Linked DNA regions of Mus musculus: region 1 is linked to region 2. Evidence: chromatin contacts called from public Hi-C data. All regions are on one chromosome and are shown on one strand. The core of a region is the stretch at or near the end of the contact, and the rest is flanking DNA. Distances in the headings are between cores, read along the strand shown.

The links. Hi-C and Micro-C count contacts between places; a contact is called where the count stands out from the background.
Region 1: a Hi-C map of the N1E-115 cell line shows a contact between it and region 2, with 6 times the contacts expected there. The contact joins two enhancer-like sites. A contact is called at or near these places in 2 of 39 promoter capture datasets (the C10 cell line and liver), 2 of 484 Hi-C or Micro-C datasets (the N1E-115 cell line and nephron progenitors), 1 of 115 datasets of contacts at active chromatin or transcription factors (neural tube) and 1 of 9 other capture datasets (embryonic stem cells).

What each region holds. Positions count from the first base shown.
Region 1 is chr2:157,987,678-157,990,377 of GRCm38.p6, reverse strand. All of the region lies in intron 7 of Tti1 (TELO2 interacting protein 1), which reads left to right. Gm34402 (a long non-coding RNA gene) reads left to right here. Exons shown (of 2, transcript XR_375175.1): 2 at 447-2,700. Among named protein-coding and RNA genes, the nearest start is that of Gm34402, 3.9 kb to the left of the region's middle. Within about 2 kb of position 1,302, at least 7 of the 459 cell types and tissues checked have an H3K27ac peak or open chromatin away from gene starts, as enhancers often do. A contact at or near this core is called in the N1E-115 cell line, where this site is marked.
Region 2 is chr2:157,703,711-157,706,410 of GRCm38.p6, reverse strand. No RefSeq gene overlaps it. Among named protein-coding and RNA genes, the nearest start is that of Gm25407, 8.7 kb to the left of the region's middle. Within about 2 kb of position 1,295, at least 20 of the 459 cell types and tissues checked have an H3K27ac peak or open chromatin away from gene starts, as enhancers often do. A contact at or near this core is called in the N1E-115 cell line, where this site is marked.

The DNA.
Region 1 (2,700 bases), core at 53-2,552, 280 kb before region 2:
ATATTAAATATAGCCTTCGTGGCAGGCTTTTACATCTAGGTTGTAAACTCTGGAAATGGAAATTGATCAGGGGATGGTTGATATAACCAAGGCTGTAAATGCTAAGAGTGGAGATGCCATTCCAGTTTAATGCTTTTATCTGGCAAATGTGCCTTGTAAGGAGGGGCATAAATCTTTTGACTTGGGGGAGTGGTGGGGGCAGGAAATAGCCTTGCTGCTTATTACCACCAGGTGTCACTGTTAACTGTGATGGGGGTGGGGAGCTCCTTCAGGTCCCATGCAGTTAAGTAACTTTAATGGATGACAGATAAGTAAATCATATTTAAGGGCATGGGAAGAGTAGCCAACAAACCAGGAAAGGTCAGTGTCAGTAAGAGGAAGCCCTGGGTTAGCCCGGCCCCACCTACGCAGAAGCAGAAGCAAACTTAACTGATTTACCTTCCCAGGCAGCCCAGAAGCCTCCAGGATGTCTCCCAGCATGCAGTTCTGTGCCCTTTTGACCACTGGAACTTTGCAATTTCATACTGAAAAGAATTCCAGAGGAAAGCAACCCCCTGCCCTCCGCTCACCACCCCATCCCAATTTCAGTTTTCCTTTGAGTCCGTGTACTCAGTGTGCCAATCTCCTCCTAGCCTCTGAGGCTCTCTGTCCTGCAATGAGGTCTTATATCATATGCACCTTCACTCTGGACCAAAAGCAAATAAAACTAGGCAATATCTTCTGGTAAAAACATGAAGCCTGTGCCCAGTGAGTTTCATGACAGGCAGAGCTCCCAGGCTGCTTGGTCTCTGCCAACCCCAGACCCTAGTTAGGGATGCTGGCATACCTTTCACAGTGCTAGTGTTGATGCTGTTATTCCCTAGTCCTGGGTGGGAGGTGGAAGGGCAGTATGGTGTTCATTCCTCCTTCACCACTTGATGGTGATGCCCCCTCACAGGGTCTTTGTACAGATGAGTTCTTTTTATGTAGTCAGAAAGTCAACTCTGAAAATTGTGCAATGATCTCTGCATGCCAAGGACTGTCTGGGTACTGAAAAAGGAGGAAAGAAGACAGGAGGCCTCTGCCCTCATGTTACATGTGTATATACACTGACCAAATGTATGTGTGCTGGGCATGTCACGTGCATACATCTGGATGCATCCTTCCTTCTAAATCTACTTGTCACTAACATCTGAAGTGAGCTTTCTTCTCAGAGGAGTCTTTTTTATGTTAATTGGGGCACCTCACCCCTCCTGCATTTGTGGAGGAAGTCAGGAGCAGGTTCATTTATCAACTGACTTCCCTGTTCAGTTTCTAGCAGTAGGATCCCAGCCCATCAAAGAACCAGCCGGTGCCTTCAAACCCTGGACAATGCAGACTAGCATAGGCTCCTCATTTCATCCCTGCCAGAGCCCGACTCCTCTCTACGCCACACACAGACCTGTCTGTTTGAACAGATCAGGAGCCACAGGGGTGAACCACTAGTTAGGCTAGCTCAAAATGAATACCTGGTCTCCTGAATGGGGATGAGGGGCAGCTCATTTGAAGCCTGCCTACAAAGCCGTTTCCCCTGGACTGCACCGGCATGGAAATGAGGGCACTCCTCATATTTTTCCTTTTGACATTTGATTAATAGTTGACAAATCCAGACCCAAGTAGTTAGCTTTCCTATTATCCATCTTTGACAGCCACTGCTGCTTTTCTTTTCAAGGCCCATTGTTCTAAAAATACACTCAGATCTGAAGCTGTTCTCTGTGCACACAGAGGCGTGATTTTATGGTGTCAGAGATAAGAGACATCTGCCATGCAGATTACAAACAAAGCAGGTTACTGGTTTTCTGAAATGAAGGCAGGGATATCGCACTACTGAAACCATGTGTTGCCTGTACTTCCCTGATGCTGTGGTATGTCATGAGATTGCTAACCTGCTTGTTTGCCATTATGTGTGATGCTTGCCTGTATATGTGCATGCAGTGGCCAAGTACCAAGATCACAGGCATGTGCCATCATACCCCACAGAAATACATTTCTAAGAGTTGTTATGTTGCCCATCAATGGGAGCTGCTGGCCTAGTGCCAAAGCATGGGTCATAGAAAAAAAATAATTTGAGTAGGAGAGGGCAAGTCACATAGATTATCACAAAAAATATCATCTTTCTGGTAGGGGCAGGAAATACTGCACGTGGCCTCTGAATATGCCAGCAAGTGCTCAGATCAGCTTTGAAGCCAGTGGACAGCAGCACTGTCATGGGACCTTAGCCTGGAGATGGAAGAGCCAGCCAGATGGAAGGGGCTGCATTTAAAACCCACCCAGTAGGACTTAAACCCTGCCTGGTTCTGACTTCCTTTTGAATTGTCTCTAACAGATTGGACCTCTCCATGTCAGACCCTTTTAAATATGCATGAAGTATTCTACTGCATTTGTGATACTTTAGGGGTATGATTAGCATCATACGCTGCTACTAGTGTTTATGGTTTTAAATCCTGTCCTCACTGCATTTAAATATTTTTAATAGGAGTCTCTGAGTGTGCGTGTTGGAGGTCGATCTATGGATGAATGGTTTTGAACAGGTAAATATAGTTAGGTCTAACAAGTAAGTGTAGCTGCAAAGGTAATTGGTAGCATGTATTTGGAGAGTAAATTGTTGCTTCCAGTCATAATCCCCCCATCCCCAGCATTTAGAAACAAAAAAACAGCTCTGGTGCAGAGGAATATAGCAAA
Region 2 (2,700 bases), core at 46-2,545:
ACAGAGAAACACCTAACATCCCCCTTGCTCCTACACAAGTAGGACATAGGACTTATGAAAAATGAGCGGCACTGGAGGGGGCTCAGGGATAGAGCAGAGTGTGGAAAACGTGACGGGGAGCTGTGGCTTTGCCAGGAGAATGCAGCAGCCAAGGGAGTTGGGTTTTGAGGCATGAACAGGAGCTCACTGAGCATCAAATTAGAGGAGTGTGGCCCAAGGAGCTGGCCTATTACACCGTGGCTCCCTACTATGCTCAGGGGATATGTCTCAAGAATCCCAGTGGATGCCCGAAGCCACAGGTTGTAGTTAGCTTCGTGCATACTGACACTCGGATATGGGTGACCAGCCATTAATATTCTGACTCAAGGCACACACTCTTTCTCCTCCCTGTAAGGCCTGTGTCCAAGTCTCAGCACATGCCGGTGTTGGGATAAGCTCCCAGCACCCCCTGAGGCCTGCCTCTGGCCCAACCTTACTCTTAGCCACCAGCAGAGCTGATGGTCCCTCTAGACCACCATGGGGGAGAGATTTTTGACCCGGTCATCGTACCTGAGTCTTCTGTACTTTGATAAGAACCCCCCCCCCCCACCAGCCCAGGTTTTAAGCTGACCCCGCCGGCCTTGAGCCTTTGGCAGGCAGCCGGCCAGCGGGAGGGCCCAGAGCTCAGGACCAAGAGACTCCAGTTTCCATTTTGCTCAGTCCAGATGCCTCCAGATCTAATTCCGAATAAATAATTATGCTGAGTAACCCGGGTCCCTTGGTGATTAAGTAAACAGGCCGAGGCGGGTGGAAATTGAATTAGTGCAGCGTGCTCAGCCATTATTACCCACCCCTTCTCATGCATATTAATGAGGGGTTATTAAGAAATGTAAATGCTGCCCCAGGGGGCGTGGAGATGGGGAAGGGAGGTCAGGGCCAGAGGACAGGCCCTTCCGAAAGCCGCGTGATCGAAGGCATTTTGAAAATTATGTCGGGAACGTTCGCTTCTGCACTATGGCAACATTTCCGGATGCCTCGCTTTTATTAAAATGAGGAAAGGGGAACAAATTTTAATTTGAGGATAAAATTAGCATTTTCCAAAAAGCCTTGGCAGCAGAGAGGACATATTTTGCCAGAAAATGGACATTCAGGGCCGGGCGGGGCAAGGTTGTGCGGCTGATGGACGATTAGTTCTCTCAGTTCATCTCCAGGCAAGGGAGTAAACAAATTAATCTCCGGGCAGGGAACAGGCCGGAAGATGCTGGAAACCTACGGGAGCCAGCAAAGTCTTCACTGGAAAGCCAGAGGTGTCACTGGGGCCTGGAATCCTCTCAGTGCTGGCCAGGAGAGGTCACACTCTGCTCTGAGGTCGCTCTGGAAGGCCGAGAGCTCTGGCTGAGTTTTGTAGCAAGATGGATGAAGGAGACGGCTTCTCCCCGACACACTGGGCAAGGGTGGAATCCAGGGATGCAACCTCTGCCCACCACTCTTCTCACCTGACCTCCAGGGTCCGCGGTATCTTCCCCCTCTGCTCCTAGCTTGTCCTCAGCACTCTGTTCCCATCTCTGCTACCAGATTCATCCCCACCCCCCACTCCAGCCAGGTCTCTTTTCACTGGGTAACCTGTCAGGAGTCACTAGTTCCCTTAGGCTGAAGTTGCATTCCTCTTGCCATTGGGGTGTCTCCAGGATCTGACCTCAGTTTAAACTCCTGCTGTTCCCTGCAGTTGCAATTGGATGGAGAGAGAGCACAAGCAGGCAAAAATAAATAAATAAATAAATAAATAAATAAATAAAGACAAAGAGGCAGGAAAAGGAAGGAAGAGCTGGAGAAAGAAGCAAATGTTAAGATTCACTAAGACTTTATGTAAGGCTGTGCTGGGATGGACAGCTGCCGACCATCATGGACCAGTTGCAGGACCAATTGTATCACTCCCTGAAGCATAGCTGTCTCGACATCACAGAGGACACAGCTCTCATCCGAGCACAGAACTTTTACTCTGGGTCACCATGGGCATCAAAGCTTGAACTCTGACCTACTACTGTGACTATGGGGCTAAGGATGACCTTGAATTTCCCATCATCCTGCCTCTTCTTCCTAAGACCCACATGGTCCTCAGATTTCCACATGCACACTGTGGCTCTTGAGCCAGACCCCCCCCCCCTCCCACGTAACTGCAATTTTAGAAACTTTTAAAAAGAAGGAGGAGGAGGAGGAGAAGGAGGAGGAGGAGGAGAAGGAGAAGGAGAAGAGGAAGAGGAAGAGGAAGAGGAAGAGGAAGAAGAAGAAGGAGGAGGAAGAGGAAGAAGAAGAAGAAGAAGAAGAAGAAGAAGAAGAAGAAGAAGAAGAAGAAGAAGAAGAAGAAGAAGAAGAAAGGGAGTTTAATCACTATGTGCTGCAAGTATCCAAGAAAAACAGGTAGAAGAAAAGAATGAAAGTTCTGGAATCAAGCCTCATCCATCTTGAGGAATATCTCTTCTGGCAGGGACTGGGGCTCAGCTGGTCACATGCTTGCCTAGTAGGCACAAGGCTCTGAGTTCCATTCCCAGCACTACCTAAACTGGGTGTGGTTGTGCACACCTGGGATCCCAACACAGTTAGAGGCATCGGGGATGAGACGTTCAAGGTCATCCATCCTTGGCTGCATAGTGAGTCAGGCCAGTCTAGGATATGTGAGACCTTGTCTCAAAATAAACAAGGAGGCAGAAGGAGGGAGAGAGG